Linked DNA regions of Mus musculus: region 2 is linked to region 1. A link is a contact called in public HiChIP or PLAC-seq data. All regions are on one chromosome and are shown on one strand. Each heading gives the region's core, a stretch centred on a gene start, on an enhancer-like site or on the middle of the called end of the contact. The rest is flanking DNA. Distances are from core to core; before and after follow the strand shown.

Region 1 (3,459 bases), core at 270-2,769:
CATAATGTTGTTCCACCTATAGGGTTGCAGATCCCTTTAGCTCCTTGGCTACTTTCTCTAGCTCCTCCATTGGGAGCCCTATGATCCATCCATTAGCTGACTGTGAGCATCCACTTCTGTGTTTGCTGGGCCCCGGCATAGTCTCACAAGAGACAGCTACATCTGCGTCCTTTCAATAAAATCTTGCTAGTGTATGCAATGGTGTCAGCGTTTGGATGCTGATTATGGGGTGGATCCCTGGCTATGGCAGTCTCTACATGGTCCATCCTTTCATCTCAGCTCCAAACTCCGTCTCTGTAACTCCTTCCATGGGTGTTTTGTTCCCAAATCTAAGGAGGGGCATAGTGTCCACACTTCAGTCTTCATTCTCCTTGAGTTTCATGTGTTTAGCAAATTATATCTTATATCTTGGGTATCCTAGGTTTGGGGCTAATATCCACTTATCAGTGAACACATACGGCCTCAACTCTTAAGCACACAACTTCCAACTTGTAAACAAAAGACATCCCAAAAGCCATTTTTTTGCCCTTGTGCTTCCAGTGACTCAGCGGCGCAAGGCCCGCTGGGTAGTTGCCTGGCACGTGGCCACGGTTGCTAACAAGGGCAGACTTAAGCTCCAGACTGAGCGCCAAGAGGCCCGTGCTTTGTGCAGAAGGGGGATTTCCTCTTTCCCAGGGCTTGAGATAGCTGACATTTGTCCTTTTAAAGACAAACCGTTGAGATTCTCTCCCCCATAGTTGGGTGCGCTGGTCAGTTTTTTTTCAGCTTGACACAAACTAGAGTCACCTAGAAAAGGGAACCTCAGATGAGGAATTGCCTCCGTCACATCAGCCTGTGGGTTTGGAAAATGAGATGTCCAGAGCACATCCAAATAGGCAAGTGAGACAGGCATGCCCTTCCTCTAGAGATGCTTGACCAACAGACAGATTTCAAAAGAAATCCATCCAAGGTACTGTGCACGAGAGACTTTTCTCACTTCCCCCTTTGGGTTTCTAAATTAGAGTTCTGTGTTTGGTTGGTGGCATTCCCTCTCCCTCCCTTCAAGGCGAGGCTGAGAGCAACAGGTCCCGCCGAGCATATTTTGTTTTGTTTGGCTTTGCAAACACAGGCTGCAAACAGCAAGGGCTTGGCAGATGCTGCCCACCCTCAGAGTATCAAGGAACAAACCCTTTGATGTGGCGTTAGTGGGAGGTACAGACAGACTTTTTCTGGAGAGAACCTGATACTGAGGGTGAGTTGAGGAGGGAAAGACTGGGTGCTTTGTTCAAGGAAGACAAAGCACGGATGCAGCTTTGCTAAGTCTGCGGGGACACATTTTAAGGCTCCAGCTGTATGTCCCTACTCACTTTGTCTCCCGGGTGCTTTAACCAGCATCCTGGGAACAGCTGAAGAACGTGGTTCTTGGTTCGGGACTGAGGCTCCAAACACACCTCCCTGAGGCACGAACTCCTTCAAGTCCAGCACTCACAGTTCAGAGTTTCAGTTTGTTTACCTAGAGAACTGTATTCTGCCCTTAGCCAATCAGATCGTGTTTGCTCACAGCCGGGATCCCTCATTGGCTGGGATGCGCAGTGACTCATCTCCTGGGAGGTGATTAATGTGGCCTCTTGTAAGTTTTTGCTCCCGCTGGGCCCCACGCTTAGATATTGGGTCTGCTAACTGGGAGTCTTTTAGCAGCGGGGTTTTGGATTCAGGAGCCAGTTGGAATGGTTGAGCGTTCTCAGGGAGGCTGCACTAGTGTACAACTGCTTTGGTTAGCTGTCAGAACCAGTCACCTCTCTTTTCTCCTGATTTTTGTAGCTCTTTCAGGGAGCCTGGTCATAATTCTTATACCTTGGGGAGGAACGTTTGCCTGTTGTACCAACAGACCCACAGCCTCTCTCTGCTGGGACCGATAATGGCTTGTTGGATCTCATCGTTTGCAGTTTTAGTTTTGTTTTTGTTTTCCAGCTGAGCCTGGAGCCCAAGCCATAAATGTCCAGATTAAGTGATGCTCATCTGCTCACAGCTACCACACAACACATGCTTTTTAGAGAGATCCTTAGCCTTTCTCTTTTTGTAAAATGAAGTCTGGGGAGCATGGGGGAAGGGCTGAACTTCACAAAGGGATAGTAGCTTTGGTCCTGTGTCCTGCCTGTAATTTGAAGCCGAAAGCCCCATAGGGTTGCTGTTAGCCCACAGAGTGGTCATTCTAGCTATGGAAAAAGACACTCCTTTCCCAAGGCAATCTCCTGTCACTGATGGAAACCTACCACAGTGAACACAACCACTGCACGTCCCACGATATACAGATCTGCGGGTGATGCTAAGGCCCACTATGTAAGTGTCAGCCACTTGGCACATCACCGTTGGTCATAGTGTAGCCTGTCACCGCACTTGGTGACTTTGGACTAGCCTGGGAGTCACCGAAGCCATTATCACCACTCTCAGGTCACATTCCCCAGTGTGACAAGATTGGCTCCTGCCTTTGCTACTGCTGTCAAGAGCATGAGGACACGTCCATGCTTGGCACCAAGAGATCTCTCCCTGTAATTCCTAAGAGTTTGTCTTCACGATGACCAACTGCCAAGTTACTGGGAATCCCAAGTGTTCAGTTACTGGGAATCCCAAGTGTGGTTGCTGCTAATTTTTACTTGAGCCACAGCAGGGGAGTAATCCAGTGGTAGCAGCATCGTCAGATGAGTCAGGATTGGGAGAAATGGATTTTCATCAACGTTAGGAATCCCAGGCTCACAAACACTGAAGCACTGGATGAGATTCTCAAAGTTACCTCTACATCCCCCTACCCCCTGCGGGAAGGTGCTCTGTGAACAACAGCCAGATGGGCTGGATGTGTTCTGATCTTGGCTTTAAGAGTCAAGGCCTTAGAATAGGCTTGCTAGGCTCTTTCTGGCCTTCATGCACAGCTCAGCTCTAGCTGGCTCCTCAGCTTCCTGAGAGAGCACACTCCATTAGTTTATGCTCCTTTGAAGTTAGAGCTCTGTGTGTCTATCCATGTCCCTGAATACTGGAGTCTAGGACCCCTCTGGGCCAGTTGCTCTGGGCTGGTGTGTGAGCCCTGATTCCATAGTCGGTCAGTCTCCTCCACAGCAGCTGGAGACTTTCCACTTTCCTTTCACCTGTGAATTTGGTGTTTATTATGGGAGCATGTGACATTTTTCTGTGCTGTCTTTGTCTCACCTTTCACCACCTTCCATCCTGTAGAACGTTCTCTCTCTCCTCCGGGACAAAGTGCGGCTCACCGGAGACATCTCTTGTCCTTGGGAAATCACCTGTCCTATGGGCTAATATTTGCTAAAACCATTGTTGACTTTCAGTGACCATAGCACATCTCTTCAATAGCCCAGAGAAGCACACAAAGTATCCATCCTGTTGGGGACAGAGCAGTTTGCTCTTCATGTCCTGATTACACAATTGTTTATTTGCATGGGCGGACCTGTCACTTCTTGCTCTATCTAG
Region 2 (3,459 bases), core at 484-2,983, 110 kb before region 1:
CACAGTGACATGGCAGGAGCCCCAGCTTTAAAGCCCAGAAAGCTTAGCTTTGAAAGCCAGTTCTGTAATCCCAGAGAAACGTATTTATGAAAAAAATTGCTTTAGGGTGGATAGATAGTGAGACACTGTCTCTTCAAGTAAGCTCTGGCTGGCCTGAAACACCATGTGTAATGGCCTGGCCAGAAGCTCAGAGCTGCCTGCTTCTGCCTCCCAAGTGCTGGGCTTAAAAATGTACACCTCAGCTGGGCAGTGGTGGCACATGCCTTTAATCCCAGCACTCGGGAGGCAAAGGCAGGCAGATTCCTGAGTTCGAGGCCAAGCCAGGTCTACAGAGTGAGTTCCAGGACAGCCAGGGCGATATGGAGAAACCCTGTCTCGAAAAACCAAAAAAGATGTGCACCTCTCCCAGGTGTGGTAGTATACCCTTTACTTTCTCTTTTCCTTCCTTCCTCTTTTTCCCTCCAAGATAGAAAGGGTATCACTATATGGCTCTGACTGTCCTAGAGCTCACAGAGATCCACCTGCCTCTCTCTGCCTCCCAAATGCTAAGATTAAATGTGTGAGTCACTATGGCCAGCTAACACAACTTTAATCCCAATACACAGAGGCAGATGGATCTCTGTGAGTTCTTGGTCAGCTTGTTTTACATAGTGAGTTCCAAGGCAGCCAGGGTACGTAGTAACCCTGTCTTAGAAAAAGAAAAGAAGAAATGGCAACTTGTTTGTTTTTTAAAATAAAACACAGGGTGATTGGGGTTGAGAGATGGCTCACTAAGAATGTTTGCTATGCACCCATCCATGATGACCCAAGTCTGAGATCCCAGAACCCACACCCACATAAAAAAAAAGCCAGGTTATACGTGTGTGCCAGCCCTGGGAAGTGGAGCCAGTCAGATCCCAGGAGATAGCTGGCTGGCTGGTCAGCTTAGCTGAAAAAAAAGAACTTCAGGTTCAGTGAGAGACTGGGCCTCAATGATCTGGAGAGCACAAGAGACACCCAGCATTCCTTCTGGCTCCCACATGTGCATACATAGATTTAAATGACTGGGGGCTTGAGGCACACATAGAGGCACCGGGTTCAATCTTTAGTACCACAGAAAGAGGGATGACAACAGTGCAGTCTCCTGGAACTGTTGTGACGTGTGTAATGAGGTAGTACACACATTCACAAACACACACACACACACACACACACACACACACACACACACACACACGGCAACTGTTATTAATCCCAACACTATAAGGCCTAGGTAACCACTGCAAAAACCCATGTGATTTTTATGTACTTGACACTCTCTCCCTATTCTCCCACTAGGGTCAGAGAGACTTCTTCAGATAGGTGAAAAAAACAAGAGTGGGAGATATGCCTCCTCACAGAACACAGCACATTACGTGACAAGGACTTTTGGCAGGTGCCACAGTGACCTCACCGTCGTCCCCCATCTGCAGCATCCAGCGTAGGGCGGGACTCTGCAGGCAGAGACCGTGAGATTGGCCTGCAGCTGATGCTCATAGGCAGCCCAGAGCAGAGCACACACAGTGGGCATTTGTGCCTCTCTCGCCTCCTCCTATCGCCGTTGTGACGTGAAGTCACGTGGGGTTACTGGAAAACCCCACAGTGCATGAATATGGGTATTGTTTCTGTGCATGCCTGGCCTAGACTGGGCAAGGGGACAAACGCAGCTTGTCCTCAAGTCATCTCCCTGGCCAGCCAACGTAGTGGGGCCTGAACATGGGAGGCAGTGCAGTTCCGTGCACGGCCCCTGGGGAGGAACGCCAGCTGCCAAGGGGACACCACTGACTGTGGCAGAAGTACAGCCGTGGTTTCTGACTGTCGGATCAGGGCAAGACATAAAAACATGAGATAGAGTCAAATGCAAACAAATATAGTCCACACCCCGGTATGGGAGCTTGGACACCCTGGTAAGGCCAGGGCAGCCTGGGAACCAAGAGCCTTGAAGGAGGGGGCAGTTCTCACAGAGAGAGAATGTTTCCCTAGTGGGCCTCTTGGTTCATATGACAGATCAACCCCAGAAAGATTTTAAACTAAATGTCTGTTGGCTTTAACTCTTGTTCAGATAGCTGCAGCTCTGGAAGTGTCTCTGTTTAGCCTTCTCTAGTCAGGAGCAAGAAGACAGCAACCCTGGCAGGTAAGCTATAGAAATGGCTCATCTGGAAGCTGGTCTCCCAACCCTAGTGAGTCATGGACTCAATGCGAGCCTCCTATTGTATCTTTACAGATGTGTAAAGAAGGGCTAGATAGAGCTCAAACCCAGGGCTTCCTGACGGTGAGGCTGGTCTTCACTTCTGAGCTCCAGCTCGGAGCTCCGCCCCACCTCTTGGCCTGCTTTAGAAAAGAACCGTCTCTTGCTTCCTTTTGGGAAAGCGGCAGCTCACAGCCCCACACCCGGCCCTTGTTAGCAAGGGCTGGCAGTGTTAAACGACAAAGCGTTCCCTTTTATAAAAGGAGTGAATGTTAGCTTTCTGTCTGACTCATGGAAAAATATATTCGTCAGAGGGCCTTCATCAGGATCTCCACGCTAAATTGCTTAAGGGCTGTTTATTATACAGTTTTTTTTTTTCTCTTGGGCTGACATTATAGGTCTATTTAAATGGGGTGGCGTAGCATATGTCAGGGTGCCCTTTGCACAGGAAGTGGGGTGCTCTGTCCCACCTGTGTATTGGGCTCTGAGCCCCGACTAGCGAGGACACAAAAGCCTTCCCTGGAGGCCCAGCTCTATCTAAGTCATAAGCATTTCCCGCCGACCATTTGGTTCATTATCCCCAAACACCTGGCCCCCACTCTACTCCCTCCCCCACCCCAGCTCATTCCTGCCTTCTCTCCCTCCCACGGCCGGTTACTCTCATTCAGAAGAGTCACTGGTATATGCTGAGCATGGCACCCTCAGAGAAGTGTGGGTCCCACGTCTGCCGTGCCGGATTCAGGTGGGAAATGGACAATCCTCCATGGCAGACGTACCCAGTGCAGGGAGGCCACCTTACTGAGGACATATACCCAGAATGTCCCAAGCACTTGGGATGGACACTCATGGCCTGTGGCCACACCCCCTAAATTCCTTCACTCTGGCCATGGTTCTAGAAGGACACCAAGTTAAGAGCTGTGGGCCCCGGGGCTGGGAAATGTAGTTCTGTGACATGTCTGACATGTTGGTAAGCCTGGGACTGTGTCCTGCTGACAGGATGAATGTACCAGGGCTGACCTGGAGAGAAAGCCCTTCTATGGGTAAGGAAGGTATCAGCTGTTCTGCTAAGTCTTGCATTTCTGCCTCACTACACACCCTTTCTTGACTGTACGAGCTGTGGTCTCACGTCAGGAAACCTGAACAAAAAAAAGGTTGCCTGAAAAGTCAGCTACACACTTTGGCAGGTCTGAGGTTGGCCACCCTATCATGCCAGAGAAATCAGCCTGGGTGGGTATAACCAGTCCTTCTAGCAC

The links. HiChIP or PLAC-seq counts read pairs in DNA pulled down with a chosen protein or histone mark.
Region 2: an HNF4G HiChIP or PLAC-seq map of pancreatic cancer cells shows a contact between it and region 1. The contact joins two enhancer-like sites. A contact is called at or near these places in 1 of 15 datasets of contacts at CTCF or cohesin (the NIH/3T3 cell line), 5 of 484 Hi-C or Micro-C datasets (the N1E-115 cell line, bone marrow-derived macrophages, muscle stem cells and 2 more), 12 of 115 datasets of contacts at active chromatin or transcription factors (the HPC-7 cell line, double positive thymocytes, embryonic fibroblasts and 7 more) and 3 of 9 other capture datasets (adipose tissue, liver and pancreatic islet).

Annotation. Positions count from the first base shown.
Region 1 is chr6:125,571,867-125,575,325 of GRCm38.p6, forward strand. The region is part of intron 6 of Vwf (Von Willebrand factor); the gene reads left to right. Among named protein-coding and RNA genes, the nearest start is that of Vwf, 21 kb to the left of the region's middle. Within about 2 kb of position 1,520, at least 343 of the 459 cell types and tissues checked have an H3K27ac peak or open chromatin away from gene starts, as enhancers often do. A contact at or near this core is called in adipose tissue, muscle stem cells, pancreatic cancer cells and 1 more, where this site is marked.
Region 2 is chr6:125,465,893-125,469,351 of GRCm38.p6, forward strand. All of the region lies in intron 2 of Cd9 (CD9 antigen), which reads right to left. Among named protein-coding and RNA genes, the nearest start is that of Gm28809, 7.2 kb to the right of the region's middle. Within about 2 kb of position 1,734, at least 175 of the 459 cell types and tissues checked have an H3K27ac peak or open chromatin away from gene starts, as enhancers often do. A contact at or near this core is called in adipose tissue, muscle stem cells, pancreatic cancer cells and 1 more, where this site is marked.